5 separate regions of the Mus musculus genome follow, and regions 2, 3, 4 and 5 are each linked to region 1. A link is a contact called in public ChIA-PET, Hi-C and promoter capture Hi-C data. All regions are on one chromosome and are shown on one strand. Each heading gives the region's core, a stretch centred on a gene start, on an enhancer-like site or on the middle of the called end of the contact. The rest is flanking DNA. Distances are from core to core; before and after follow the strand shown. Region 1 holds the start of Lrrc8b (leucine rich repeat containing 8 family, member B). Region 2 holds the start of Zfp326 (zinc finger protein 326). Region 3 holds the start of Gbp8 (guanylate-binding protein 8). Region 4 overlaps Lrrc8d (leucine rich repeat containing 8D). Region 5 overlaps Lrrc8d (leucine rich repeat containing 8D).

Region 1 (2,700 bases), core at 14-2,513:
AGCTGTGAACAGAATTCTGGTCTTCTGCAAGAACAGTCTGTGCTCTTAGCTGTGGAGCCGTTAGTCCTCACAGTGTTTTCAATGTTTGCTTCAGACTCAATGCAACTGCCACTCAGAGTGAATTGGACAAGGACCGGGTATAGCAGTGACTTCCAGGGCAGTTCGGGCTGGAGTTCTGATATGACTGGTCGCTACTGGATACAGCGCAGTCTTCCACACCTTCGTAGTGTGTGGAGGTATTGGGTGCCCAACTGATCAGGTGACTCAAATGCTGTCTTCTTTTACTCCTCTGGGAGTGTTTTGTTACCTAGGGATGGGAACACCATAGCAACTAAGAGATACAAATCTTGCTGAATTGAATCCTTGTGCTAGAAATAACCTGGACAAAGACTGAGCTTAAAACAGAACAGGGAGGGTGTGGGGGAGTTAAAGATTCGAGGAGGAGGATAGAACTATTAAATAGCCCAGAGTTCTGAATTTGGATTAAATTTTTGCTTAACTTGCAAGGCACACTGTTACTCTTCAAATACAGGGCCATTAACAGGAGAAGAATGTGGATGGGGGACAGGTGACCATCCTCAATGAAATACTATTATGTGTACTCCCTCTATCTTGTCACCTCACGCTGAAGATAAAGACACTGGAAAGAAAAAGATGGTATTGGAGGCCCAGAAGCTGCTTAGTTTCTCCTCCTTCCCAGGGGCCCTACAACCTTTCCAGTCACTCGACTTAAAGAGCGTTAAAGGGACTTCACTAAGGCAGGCTCTGCGCGGCACACCCCACCCTTCCTGGTAGAGTAAGTTGTGTCAATAACAAGTTTCTCAGGGGTGCACACGTGAGAAGGCAGGGGTCTTCTGCTGGGGTGGAGCGCCTGGGGAACGGCCATAAGGCCCGGCTCCTGGGTTTCTGGAATGCAGCCCCAGCTCCTGGCGAGGCGTGTGGCTGCCATGCACCGCGGATGCCAGGCTGGGCGAGTGCATCCGGGCGGCCGCATGGCGTTGGCTCCGGGAGGTGGCAGCTGCGCTTTGTGTGCAGCAGGAGGGTGAGTCACCGGCCCCCGCGGTTCGTCCCAAGGCCGGGTGGACTCTCGGGCCGGGTGGCGGAGCGATCCGGGTAAGGGCGGCTCGGAGGCGGCGCTGCGCGTCCCCGGCTCCCGCCTGCGCAGCCTGCGCAGCCCGCGCGCTCCGCTCCTCCTCCGCGCGCGAACTTAGTCAGCGGTTCGCGCCGCCGCGCGCCCATTGGCCGGCCGCGCGCGCCGCGTCACAATGGAGCGGCTCCGGGGCGGCGAGCCGGGCAGCGCCGGGGCTTCCCGCTGAGCCGCAGCCGCCGGAGTGCGGGCGCCGGCCGCTCGGCTCGCCCCGGCCGGCCGGGCAGCGCGGGCCTGGGGGCTCCGACACGAAGGTAGGCGGGGACGGCGGGGGAAGGGGGAGCGCAGCAGCAGGTGGGGGCGGCAGGGCAGGTGCTGTTACCTGGCGGCGCCTCACCTGGGTCTCCCGCTGCGGGCAGGTGGCACAGTCACCTGCTAAGCCGCGGTCGCCCGGCTCCCACGCCCCCGGGGGAAGGAGGGCGCGGTCCCTTGCGGGCACCTCTCCTGGATGTTGGGGTCAGATGGGGCGAGAGGAGGGGGCGGCCGCGCCCAGGCGGTGCCTTCGTTGTCCCTACGGCTGAACACGCACCTGTGTATCCACCACCCCCCTCCCCGCCCCCGAAGGGAAAGGCCCTCCCTCTCCACCCTGGTCTCCCCTTAAGTGAAGGCGCTCGCTCGAGGGGGTCCACACCAGGTCCCCGCCGTTTGCCCCCTGCCCTGGAGCCTCCTGTCGACATTTTATGCTCTGGGGTATTTACTGGCCTACAGCTGTGATTTTAGCGTTTGAGCTGGAAGGGGTCAACTGATTTCCATTTAAAGACTCGGTGGTTCCTCCTCCTAGGTTGCAGGTGCTGACAGGTCAGAAGGAAGAGGCTCGGTAATCCGTGTCCTCAACTGACTTCCCAAAGTCCGTAGGTTGCTTATAGTCATGTGTTTGTGGAAGACTTTGATGTGTGGTTAGAAAAACTACCACTAGGATCCCTTTGCACCCCCACCCCAGAGGACAAACCTAAATTTAAAAGTCAATACCAGCGTATGGACTTCTTGAATACATTCTGGTCTTGTCTGAGAACTTAACAGGAAAAAACAAAACAAAACAAAACAAAAACAACTGCTATATAAAAATAAGAGAGAACGTTTAAAATATCGTAAATGTGAAACCAATTTAGATAATTTGTTCAGTGTCCGTTAAGAAATTAGAGACTGAGAGTGTAGCCCCAACAGGCTTAGCAAAGGCAAGGTTGGGGCTTCAGTGCCCTCCAAAGTACTACTACTGTTGCATATGACAATGATAATAGTAACAATAACTGCTTTCCAGGACATCTGTGTTTTTTGCCTAAATGTATGACTGAAGTATATATGGGAGAGTGTACTACAGTGTCAGTACACTCAAAATGAACAAATCCCGCTTCCTAAGAAGGCACAGTACTGTGTTCTGAGCTGCGGATGCCAATGTCACTTTTCTATTGCCCCGAGCCTTCCTCGTGATCAGGTCTGTTCTTGACAAGAATAAGAAAACTATAGTTAATCCCCCAGGTAATGAGGCCTGAGCGATTTAAAAACCTGAAGCCCTAACATGCCTGGTGCTGCTCTGAGCTAAAAATGGGGCTTGG
Region 2 (2,700 bases), core at 14-2,513, 460 kb after region 1:
TTTTGCAGGGAGACAGTGAGTATCCTAACTCAGGTAGTGGCCACGAAAATGGAAAGGGTGGGGCCGACCTAAGATATCTTAGGTGGGGTAAGCAGATACAAAAGTGTGTGGATTGGAAGTAGGAGGCTGAAAGAGCGGTGAGCTAGTCTCGAGTGGACTGGACCGAGTCAGCCTTCTGGCTGGGATTAGTGGGCGGTTTGCTCACCGCCCCGTGAACAGCCAAGAGAATACACGAGGATAAGCAGGTCTGAGAAGGGAAATTGTGAGTTCAGCTTTCAGCCCAGGTGAACAGAAAACATGTGTGGGAGGGGAGAAGAGAAGGAATTGGGAAAGGGTGGAGAACAGGATGAGTCAGGGAGGGTGGAGGAGGAAGAGATGAGCAGGAGGACACAAAGCCGTGCCCAGATTTGGGGCTACTGTGGTATACCTCCCTGTGCTTCCAGTTTTATTTCCGGCTTCCTCCGAACTGAGTCTAGCAAATTGAGTGCAAAGAATTGATGTCTGGCTTCCTATCTAGGTAACCAATTTGTTGTTAATGCCATTTGCTCTGTGAGGACAGAGAGAAAATTATTTAAAACTGTGGTTCAAGTCCACAAGAGTCTTCCCATAGTGTTCCTGAGTGAATACCTTTGCATCTGCTCCAACACAATTTTAAAAGTGGAATAATCTCTTCCTCCCCCTCCCTCCCTCTCCCCTTCGAGCTGAACGGTGGACTACTTTCTTCCTGCCAAATCTTTCCCATCTGTGAACTTTCACAGTTGCTTTACTACCTTCAACCCAGCAGTGGCTAGCAGCCTGTCTTGGGATAGTCTTATGATCCTGTCCTATTTGGCAATCAGGGTTCCTGTGCACGCCCCACACTTCTGTGTGTCAGAGGAAGGAACTCCATAAGTAGTGAAAAAAATCTCTCCTCCTCACTCCTTCAGCCAACAGTAGCCAAAGGTCGCCATGTCATTTAATGAGTTTCTGCAAGAGAAAGGCACTCCCTCCTGGACCCGGTTGCTCTTGCCAGGCTCCAACATGGCCGGCCAACCGGAGTCCTTCCAGAACATCCCTCTCCAGCCTTCCGCACTCCCGTTTCACCTTCCGTCCCCCGCGATCCCCAGGGTCAGGACCCAGGAGCCTGACAACTGCCTCGCTTCCCGCCCCCCTCGCGAGACCCGCCCACCACCCCGCGTCGGCCAATCGGAGGCGGTGCTGCGACGACTGGCAGGCCCGCCCGACCCCGCCCCCAGCCTCGCTGTGGCCTGCGGCTTCCCGGCTAGTAGCGCCGCTGTCGGTCGCGCGGGCCGGTCGTGTGGACACTGCCGTATCGCGGGCTCTTGCCGCGGGCCACAGCGAGCGCAGCGCGGAGACCGTCAGCCCCGCGGCGTCGAGCATGGACTTCGAGGACGGTGAGCGGCGCGCGGGGCGGGCCGCCGTGGCGGGCGGGCGGGAGGGAGGGCGGCGGGCGGCCTGCGCCGGGGGTCTGTTTACCGCCTCAAGATGGCCGTGTGGCTTTGTTCTGTGGGCCGCGCAGCGACCGCGGGCCCGGCCCGGAGCCCTGTGGTCCGGGAGCCCCACGTGGGGGTGCGGCCGGCCCGGGGCCCTGCTGTCTAGGGGGTCGGCCTAGCTGCGAGCCTCGGGGCCTCGTCCGCGGCCGCCTGCAACTTCCTGGCCTCGCCGAGCGGCGACCGGGCCCACGGGGCCCACGGGGCCCTCGGGGCAGCGACCCGGTGGCGGGTGGAGCCGGTCCTCACCGTGTCGCCCCGGGCTCTGGAATCTTGCTCGACACAGGCTGCCTCGGGCTCGTGCGATGCTTCTCCGTGTGAGAGGAGTATAAAGGGCGTCTCTAGGCGTTCCATCGAGATGGGCTTCGGTTCCCCCAGAACCAGAATCTGCAAGTTATTACCACGTAGCCGACCGAGCTGTCTAATATCTCACCCAGGTTACCTGCTAGTGAATACCGCGTCTGAAACAGCTCCGTGACCCAGTGCATTATCATTATTATTTTTGTTTTTAGGGGTGGTAGTGGTGGGGCTTGTGTATGAATGCTACCTAAGTTAGAATTCTGGCACAGCAAGCCCCAGATGCCCTTCACGTTCAGCTAGATCGGTGCACAGCAGCCCGTGTTGGACTTGCTGGTTAAATAAACCGAATTGTAACGTTGCTTTTCAGCTTTCCCTGGCCGTGAAGTACAGTTAATTTGGTATCTTCAAACCTTGCTCAACTTTTATAGGAATCAGTGTCAAGATAAAGTGATCAACAGTAGTGATAGTGTTAGGGAGCCGAGGAACAGTTTGTAGGATTAAACTGGGTGTAATCTCGAGGAACTAGGTATTTCTAAATAAAACCGGTTCATTTCTTGTGAAGGAAGCCTCTGCCTCCACCAGAAATGGGCTTTGACATTGAATGAGGTGTGCTTTTTTGGCGTAGGTCGTATTGCATGAGCTTTTGATTTTTGATTTGCTACAAGAGGTTGAGGCTGTCAAGTGTAAATATAGGAAAAAGAATCACCCTTTTCGGAGTACTTTTCGGTTGCTTTGAAATATAGTTCAGCTCTTCAGGATAGCATACCGTCCTGCTTGTGCTTCGGGGTTGGACAGTGACTCATTCTGATATAGGTGACTCTAAATTACTACTATGTGCACTAGTCAGAGTTGACATTGAAGAGAAAAAGTATGTTTTAGACCAAAGTTTGATGACACTACCAACCTATGT
Region 3 (2,700 bases), core at 34-2,533, 360 kb before region 1:
GACTAGGTTATTTTAAGAGCTACATGATATTGTTCCTCAATAATTCTTCAGACCCTGTGACAAACATTGAGGAAGTCCCAATCAAACCACAAGGCATCACTTCATACTCATCAGGATAGCTACCACACAATGCAAAAATGAATACATGTCACCTGGAATTTAAACAACTCAGGTGTCTGTACTCTGCAGCTAAAAACACAGAATATTCCCTCAGGGAAAACAGTCATGGCTTCTGAGAAAATGAATAGTTTCATATGATCTAACAACTCTTATTTGATTACAACACAAACAAACTAGCAAACAAGGACTTGGATGGACCTTTGATCTGTGTTGTTCATCGCAGTTGTGTTTACAATACCCACAATGTGGAAACAGCCCAGTCTCCCATCAACAGATCACCAATAGATGCATACATTAACACAGTCTGATAGCACACACAATAGAATATTCTTCAGCCAGAGAAGGGAATACAATTAATTACTTTACCCAACTTCATAGACCTTCATAGACTTAAAGCCAGCCACAGACCCCTGCAGGCCAGACAACACATAACCTGCCTCCCCTGCCCTCAGTCCCAGATAAGCAAGAGGACATTATGCCAAGGGCAGAGAATGTGTACAATCCCCAGAAGTCACTTGATTCCACAAGACAGTCTCTCTGCAGCTTAGACCCATTAATGAGATAAGAAGAGCAGCCCAAACAAAATGCATAGAGCCCATGGGATCTCTATATCTCCCCCACCCCCTCCAAAAAAAGAAAACAAAACAAAACAAAAACTAAATATCAAGAGACAACTTTGCTATCTACTTACTAAACTTAATAAAAAGTACGTCAGGAAGAAACTAAGTTTATGTCCAAATAGATGTTTGCCAAGCCCTTTTGCTGAATTTTCTTCACAAGGTTCCTCCACAGAAAGACATTCATCTGGCTGTGAACCAGGGCAGGAGCTGTAGCTGTGGTCCCAGCTGAGGCAGGACCAGGGCTCTTCCCACAGCTTCACCAACAGAGCAGGGCAGCCAGGAGTGTCAGGCTGCCACTTTGTATCTGTCCTTTGTCAGAGGAAAGAAACTCACCTCCTAGACCTAAAGCCAGCCACAGCCCCCTGCAGACCAGAGAGCACAGAACCCGCCTCCCTTCCCCCTCCCTCAGTTGCCACTTTGACTTGGAAATCAAGCTGGGGTCCAGACTAAGTTGCTCCTTAAAGAAAGGAAAAGTAAATATACCTGGTCCCACAGCACAGGTCCAAGTGCAGTTCTCAGCTGCTGCTGCCTCCTCAGGCTCACTTCTGCTCTCCTCACTTCCTGCTCTCTTTGCTCCTCCTTTATGTGAGCTGACCACACACACACACACACACACACACACACACACACACACACACACACACACACACTCACACAGGCAGCAGCAAAAACAAAATTGAAAGTAAAGTAAACCAAGGCATTGTTAACTTGCCCAAGACTGGAAGGGGAGGTCAGAGGATGCTTAGTGTCAGAAAAAGCCAGTGAGAAACTGTGTTGCAGCCAAGGGACAGCAGGCCTCCACTGTGGAAAGAGTTTACATTCTCTTTCTTTGGAACCCATCTCCAGTTTCCTCCAGCCTTCTAGGCACAGATAAAGCACAGTAAACCCAGGGCCCCATCAGTGGAAATGACACAATCTGGGAGGATTGCAAGTGTGCTTCTCTCAGGGGAAATTCCAGGTGCTTCTTGAGCGAAGAGCTTTAATGTTTTAAACCTGTGTTTTCTAAAACAGGAACCATCACTGTTGCCATTTCTTCTGGACTCTGCCCCACAGTTACCTGGCAACAGCCAGGTGGACATGACTCACTATAAAAAGGGCTGCTTGTCCACTCTGCCCCCCCCCCCTCAATCTCTCTCCCTGAAATCTTCCTCTCTTCCTTTCTTACCCTCTTTCTTCTCCATTCCTCTCCCTGCTTCCTCCCTTCCTTTTTCTCTGTCTCTACTACCCTCTCAAATCCCCTCTTCATGTCTAAAATAAACTCTATTCTATACTATACAATTGTGTGGCTGGTACTTCAGGAGGACAGGATTCCTCAGCATGTGCCCTCTGAGACACCACCTACCACCTCAACATACCACGCCTCCACCACACATATCCCTGGCTTCTTTTTCTTTTTCAGAAAACACAACAGTTGATCTAAAAACTGATTTTAAAGAAGTAATTAAAGAATAGTAAGTAGGAGTTGTGTTCAGGGTAGAAGCTAAGAAAACTCACTTCTGAGATGGAAGCTTAAAAATGAAAGCTTTATTTTCTGAGCCCTTAGGAAGGCAGCCAGTTTGGGATCTGAACTTTGTCTCTGATGGGAGATTGAACACCATTTGTAAAGGATGAAACACAAAGCGGGGGGGGGGGGGGCAGGGAGCTGCAGAGCGATCCATTGTGATTTCACAGGAAGGATTAAACAAGGGAGTACCCCTCAGAGACTGGGCCATATCCAGGCACCTAGCTTCAGGGTCCTTAATTTACTCTCCTAGACATTTGGTGCAGAACTCAGAGTGATAAAGGGACAAAGGAGCAGGTCAGCAGCATGGAGGTAAACTGGTACCTTAATTCTACTTCAGTGAACTCTCCCCCTATTCATCTGTTGGGTCCACATGGCCACCCATTTGCAGGCCCAGGTAGAACACACACAGAGTCCACACCAGGACTGGGAAGAAGTTCATGTCAGCAGGTTCTTGGA
Region 4 (2,700 bases), core at 63-2,562, 340 kb after region 1:
TACTCTGATGACCAAGGAGGCACAGCATCTATTTATGCAAAGAAAAAATTACTGTTTTTCTTCTTTAAGTTCTCCTTGAGTCTCAGAATTACAACTTAAGATAACGAAGTCCTTTGAGAATTCTTGAAGGAGATAAACTGTGAGCCAGTTTATAAGAATTGGAAGACGGGAGGGGAGAGGCGGCCACCACCCAGCCACCACAGGTCTGGGAACTGACCGTTGGCAGGCCATGAGTTGAGGAGAAGGGGTTCGGTAACCTGTCATCTTCAGGAGCCTCCTCCTTTGTAGCCCTGGAGTGTGGTTGATCCAGCTGCTGACACTCCATTGGAGAAAACTTCCTATGCCTTTGTCAGCAGGTATTGATTGCAAACAGTTTATTGGTTAGGGGTAGGGTGTCATGTCCACTTGCCCCTCTTAGTGCAGGTCTTTTGTGTGATGCCACGGCCTCTGTGTGACGTGCCCTATTGGGTTTGGAAAGTACTGTGTCCTTGGTGGCACCCGCCACCTCCTGTTCTTACGGTCTCTATGCCTCCTCTTCCACGTAGATCGCTGGTAACAGTAACTAGGTGCTGGTAGCAGTAACTAGGTGCTGGTAACAGTAACTAGAACTAATGGTTTCATTCTGATTGTGCACTGGGCATTGTGCTAAGTGGTTTGTATTGTTGTTTGCTTGGCACTAATTCGTAATTCAGTGAAGCTGTTATTACATTAGAGCCACATTCCTGAAACAGAAACTGAGTCTAACCTCTCAGATCCAACAGTTTGTCTGTATCATACACTCCATGGATACAGCACTTGAACCTTTTCCAGACAAGTGTGTGGAACCTCTTAGTACCAAGATCCTCTTGCCTCTGCCTCCTGAGTGCTGGGACTAAAGGTGTGTGCCTTCACACCAGGTTAAAACTGAGTAATTTCTTTAGGACCCTCTACCTTCAACGTAGGCATCGAATGTGACGTGGTTTGTGAATTGTACTCCAAAAGCGACTTCAGGGATGAAAAGCTTGGTGATGCAGCACCGAGGTGGGGGCCCGAGGAAGCCAGTCTCCAGCTGTTCCATTCATGCCGCAGGTCACAGTTATGTAAGCTGTTTACCGTGCGGCCCAGCGAAGGCAGGTTCATTAGCCGCTGGCGGGGATGGACCCCAAGCGTTGGGCGTGATGGTTATCTTCGGTCTCTCCTCGCAGATGTCTCATGTTTACCGAGTGAAATTATCTTGTGTCTATCTAGGGTTAAATGTCACAGGCTCATGGATAACATGGTGCAACAGAGTTTGTCTTTTGCACTGTGCCGGAGAGACCGGGTACATGGTTACCTGGAGTTTAACTGCTGTCATTAATCATTAATTGGAGCACTTTTCTTGCTAAGCGCCCGCACAGAGCAGTCTTTTTTAGGTTTCAGATTTTTTTTTTCTAATAACTTGCTATGGGGATGGCTTTGAACTCATGCTCCTAACTTGTCTTATCTTCCCAGAGCTGCAACAGTGATAGGCACGTGCCCTGGTTACCCCAGCCACAGTGGTCTTCTCACAGTGGTCTTCTGTGATCCAAGTACTGGGAGAATGCTACCTTCCTGCTTTGTGTGTGTGTGTGTGTGTGTGTGTGTGTTTCAAAACTTAAAATGTATTAGAATGCAAAGCTTAGGAATTAATGTTTGTATCTAGTTTAATTTACATAGAGCATAACAACTCTTAGATTTCTGATGACAGTAGTTGGGTTTTGGGGTTTTGCATGTTTTTTTGTTTTGTTTTGGGGGGCTTTCTGTTTGCTTTGTTTGTCCTCCCCCCCCCCCCCCCCCCAGTAAACTCTTGTTTCTGGTCCTTACAGGCCTATCTACCAGAAGACTTTAACTGTCATCTCAGACTAATATATATGCCTAACCTTAAGTCTTAAACTTAGTGCTTTACAGTAGAAGATGTTGACAGGCAGATTCTGTTGACAATCTTTGAACCTTTGTGCCTGTGTATACTGGCTTCTTTTCCCGATGCTATCCCAAAAGAGCTGCCAGAAGCAAGTTAGAGAGGGAAGGGTTTGGCTTGTGGTTTAAGAGGACATGTGGTGTGGAAGGCTTGGAGCTAGGACCTCACGTGAGGTGGCGGGCTACGCCTGTCTGCAGTCAGGAAGCAGAGGAAAGTGAACCTGCTGCCCTGCTCTGCTCACAGTGGAGTCCGTCTGGGACTCCGGCCAGCTCACGGGCACACCGGAGTTGTCTCCTAGGTAGCTCTAAATCCCACCAACACGACAGGCAGGATTAACCCTCACACTGTGGTTTGGCACCGATGATAAATATACTTATTTTAATACCAGGGTTAGAGATGGGCTCAGCTGTTAAGAGCGTTGGCTGCTCTTCCCGAGGCAGTTAGTTTGCCATACCTACACAGCATCTGTGTTTCCAGTTCCAGGTGGTCCAGTGCCCTCTTTTGACCTCCCGGAGCACCAGCCACACATGTAGCACATAGACACAGATGTGTGAAAATCCCCCACACACATACAAGAAATAAATACAACTTTGAAGAATACCTCCATACCTTGTCTCCGCTATGGTAAGATTCCGTTGACCATTCTAGGAACAGTTCTTTACCTTCTCACCGTCGTTTGGGTCAGTGCCTTCGTGGCTGAGTTTTTCGTTTTTCCGTTTTGTTGTGGACGCTTGGAGCTTTTGCCTTCGTAGGCGTGGGAGCTGGCGTGTTCCTGCTGACATCGT
Region 5 (2,700 bases), core at 131-2,630, 380 kb after region 1:
TCTGACACCTATGCTGGCTTCAGGTGATTTCGTTTGGTTCTTGCTGGCATGCTACCTGGGCCTTATCTGCCACCCCTGCAGTGGCCAAGGGGGACCTGGCATGTCAGAACGGCAAGGACAGATGTGACACCTTAGAAGTGTGACTTAAATAGAAAGCACTTGTTTTTATTATTGGAAGACCTGTGTGTGCATCTCAGCACACTTCTGTTGCAGGACGAATTCTCCCTTCACACTGATGTCACAGGGAACTTGCAGGGTTTAAGGCTGAAATAAGATAATGACCTGCACTGTACTGACTGTTGTTAGCCTTGTGGGTCATCTTCCACCCATAGCTACCTTTTTCATATATTGAAGTTTTAAATAACTCATTCTAAAGGAATGGTAGTTTGAAATGTTAGGTTGTGAGACAGGAAGAATTTGTGGAGAGTGTCACGATGCCTGTAGATTCCTCTCTGCTTCAGAAAGCAGCAGCCCCTACCTCACATCCTCTCCTCCCGTGGCACATAAAACATCAGGGAGAAACTTTGTGTGGGATCAGAATCCCATGTCCATGTGCTAAATCGTTGGTGATATTTGTGTTAAGAACTCATCACTCACGGGCTGGAGAGGTGTCTTGAGCGGTTTGGTTTTCCAGAGGACATGGGTTCAGGTCTCAGCATCCTTGTGATAGCTCACAACTGTCAGTAACAGAGTTCTAAGCAAGCGAATGGCTTCTCCTCACCTCTGCAGGTAATAGTCCTGTACCTAGTACATAGATACACATGCAGACGAAATACTCATACACATTTAGATGGATGGGTAGATGGATGGATAGATAACAGCATTTCCTGGATGTTTTTTTGACTATCTTCCCAAGAATTTGGTGGAGAGTGGTAAACTATCCACTCTCAAATAAGACCAAGCAAATTATTAAGCTTCCCTTTCACCATGGTTTTGCACATCTGTCTTGAATATCAACTGTAAAAAAGATAGAAGAGAGGAGGTATGAACCCCAGTCCACATTCAGAACCAATGAGGACAAGGATCAGCTGATTGTTAGCCACATCCCCTACTCCCCCCCCCCCCCCCCCGGCCATTTTAAACACTGATGCTACTTCCTATAGACTGGACCTTGTGGACTTAAGTACTCTTTCCCTGTCTCAGCGGGGCAGCAGAAACTGGCAGGCTACCAACAGGGAGAGCCACCTACAACCCTCAGGCAACACAAAGTCCACAGGCAGGGAGGGCCTCCATAGCCCTGCCTAGTTAGTGAAGAGAGTGGGCAGAGAAGCAGCGGTGGATTCCTTCAGGGATACCCCTCAGGTCTCTCTCCTAGGGGAGCGCAGAGCCCTGTTAAGTCCCGCTCGCAGATTCAGCCAGGGCTGGAAGCTTCCTAGTCACAGACCTCTCCTCCCCGGATGTTTACACTGCCATGTTCCAAGCCCCTTTTAATAATTAATCCCTGTGTGACTAAACCACGAGAGGAAAGATTGCTTTTCATAAAAGGCTTAGATTGTTCTGCTGGTGGGCATCTGTAGGTGACCACGGCAGCCCAGAGGTGAATTTTACATTAAACACACGCAGAGTAAATTGCATGGCGGCCGGCAGCCAGGAGCAAGCTCATCCCGGCTGCTGAAAAGCATAGACATCAGCTGCTGTCATCGCCCAGGCCAGTTCATGACGCCCGCCCGGCATTGCTGACAGCTCAGCTTTGGAAGTTACTGTGTGTAACCACACAGACCCCTCACCCCCACCTCCGCTGTTCTTGGCATCCGAGTCCTGTCTCAGGACCACAGTCTGACAGGACAGCCACTGGCTGGGTATCTGCCTGGGCTTTTGGCTGATGTTCTCTGCCAAACCTTGGTAGCTAGCTGCTTGCTACCCAGGACCAAGGGCTGACTCTCATGAGGAAAACCTGTCTGTGTATTGTGCCAGGTTGCGCTACTTGCTGTCTTCAGATGGGCTCTGGGTTTAGACCAGTCTGTGCACAAGCATCTGTAGCAGGCACTTGGGTAGAGCTCCCCCCAGTTCAGGGTCAAAGCCCCAGCCTGCTGAGTCATCTCGGTTCTGCCTAACTGGCTAGGACTTCCAGCTTAGCCTTTCCTGCCCGAGCCTTCTACCTGTCAACAGCTCTTTTGTGCAGATCTGTGGGGGTTCAAGTGGACAGGGAGCAGGTTTGAGGGAAGCCCTGCTCGGCTGAACTCGGGTGTTGTGTTACAAGAAACACCCTGTGAGTAACCCACACCTCCAGCCCAACCTGCCAGCATCTGCTCAGGTGGAAAGGCTGCCGTGACCTAGCCTTGGGAACACAAAGGGTCTCCAAGGCCTCCCATCCATCCTGCAGGTGCCAGCCTTCCTGTCTGCCACTCTGCTCTGAGGCCAGAGAGCCAGCAACAGCTTTTTTTTTTTTTTTACCACTTTGGTTCCTAATCGCCAGGGATGAACTGAGCCAGAAGAATAAATACAGAAGAGCAGACACGTACAGCTTAAGCCTTTGTTTCAGAACTTGAAAACAAAACATGTTCAGGCCAAAGACATCTTTACCCCTTCCCTGTTTGCCTCGGCCTCATGTAACTCCCTTCTTGAATTACACCGCTTTGTTAAAAACATTTCTGATTTCCCCAGACCTTTCCACCCGCCTCTCTCCCTCCCTCCAAGGGATTTAGTTTTTTCCAGGTTCTGCCCCACTGAGCTCACTCTTCTGAACAGTTGAATTGTTAA

Evidence for each region. Promoter capture Hi-C pulls out the DNA fragments that hold promoters and counts their contacts. Hi-C and Micro-C count contacts between places; a contact is called where the count stands out from the background. ChIA-PET counts read pairs in DNA pulled down with a chosen protein or histone mark. Capture Hi-C pulls out chosen DNA fragments and counts their contacts.
Region 2: a contact with region 1 is called in a promoter capture Hi-C map of adipose tissue. The contact joins the promoter of Zfp326 here to the promoter of Lrrc8b in region 1. A contact is called at or near these places in 28 of 39 promoter capture datasets (the 3T3-L1 cell line, 3T3-L1-derived adipocytes, the C10 cell line and 16 more), 12 of 15 datasets of contacts at CTCF or cohesin (CD8 T cells, the G1E-ER4 cell line, the NIH/3T3 cell line and 6 more), 191 of 484 Hi-C or Micro-C datasets (the 3T3-L1 cell line, 3T3-L1-derived adipocytes, the 63-12 cell line and 94 more), 47 of 115 datasets of contacts at active chromatin or transcription factors (the 230-238 cell line, the HPC-7 cell line, the SCID.adh cell line and 32 more) and 5 of 9 other capture datasets (adipose tissue, embryonic stem cells, liver and 2 more).
Region 3: a contact with region 1 is called in an RNA polymerase II ChIA-PET map of memory CD8 T cells, with 11 read pairs. The contact joins the promoter of Gbp8 here to the promoter of Lrrc8b in region 1. A contact is called at or near these places in 2 of 39 promoter capture datasets (embryonic stem cells and liver) and 1 of 115 datasets of contacts at active chromatin or transcription factors (memory CD8 T cells).
Region 4: a promoter capture Hi-C map of liver shows a contact between it and region 1, with 2.3 times the contacts expected there. The contact joins the enhancer-like site here to the promoter of Lrrc8b in region 1. A contact is called at or near these places in 11 of 39 promoter capture datasets (the 3T3-L1 cell line, the C10 cell line, the HPC-7 cell line and 5 more), 1 of 15 datasets of contacts at CTCF or cohesin (large pre-B cells), 6 of 115 datasets of contacts at active chromatin or transcription factors (astrocytes, bone marrow-derived macrophages, embryonic basal ganglia and 3 more) and 2 of 9 other capture datasets (adipose tissue and liver).
Region 5: a Hi-C map of muscle stem cells shows a contact between it and region 1, with 3 times the contacts expected there. The contact joins the enhancer-like site here to the promoter of Lrrc8b in region 1. A contact is called at or near these places in 4 of 39 promoter capture datasets (the 3T3-L1 cell line, cranial neural crest, hippocampal neurons and 1 more), 1 of 15 datasets of contacts at CTCF or cohesin (the NIH/3T3 cell line), 3 of 484 Hi-C or Micro-C datasets (3T3-L1-derived adipocytes, muscle stem cells and myocytes), 9 of 115 datasets of contacts at active chromatin or transcription factors (astrocytes, bone marrow-derived macrophages, double positive thymocytes and 6 more) and 3 of 9 other capture datasets (adipose tissue, embryonic stem cells and liver).

What each region holds. Positions count from the first base shown.
Region 1 is chr5:105,414,512-105,417,211 of GRCm38.p6, forward strand. It overlaps Lrrc8b (leucine rich repeat containing 8 family, member B), which reads left to right and starts at 1,264. Exons shown (of 5, transcript NM_001033550.3): 1 at 1,264-1,401. It overlaps 4930542N06Rik (a long non-coding RNA gene), which reads right to left and starts at 665. Exons shown (of 2, transcript XR_389449.3): 1 at 1-665.
Region 2 is chr5:105,875,305-105,878,004 of GRCm38.p6, forward strand. Zfp326 (zinc finger protein 326) reads left to right here and starts at 1,264. Exons shown (of 12, transcript NM_018759.2): 1 at 1,264-1,394. The coding sequence starts at 1,379.
Region 3 is chr5:105,052,278-105,054,977 of GRCm38.p6, forward strand. It overlaps Gbp8 (guanylate-binding protein 8), which reads right to left and starts at 1,284. Exons shown (of 10, transcript NM_029509.4): 1 at 1,224-1,284.
Region 4 is chr5:105,756,994-105,759,693 of GRCm38.p6, forward strand. All of the region lies in intron 2 of Lrrc8d (leucine rich repeat containing 8D), which reads left to right. Among named protein-coding and RNA genes, the nearest start is that of Gm42166, 54 kb to the left of the region's middle. Within about 2 kb of position 1,313, at least 14 of the 459 cell types and tissues checked have an H3K27ac peak or open chromatin away from gene starts, as enhancers often do. A contact at or near this core is called in liver, where this site is marked.
Region 5 is chr5:105,791,256-105,793,955 of GRCm38.p6, forward strand. The region is part of intron 2 of Lrrc8d (leucine rich repeat containing 8D); the gene reads left to right. Among named protein-coding and RNA genes, the nearest start is that of Zfp326, 84 kb to the right of the region's middle. Within about 2 kb of position 1,381, at least 174 of the 459 cell types and tissues checked have an H3K27ac peak or open chromatin away from gene starts, as enhancers often do. A contact at or near this core is called in the NIH/3T3 cell line, adipose tissue, astrocytes and 4 more, where this site is marked.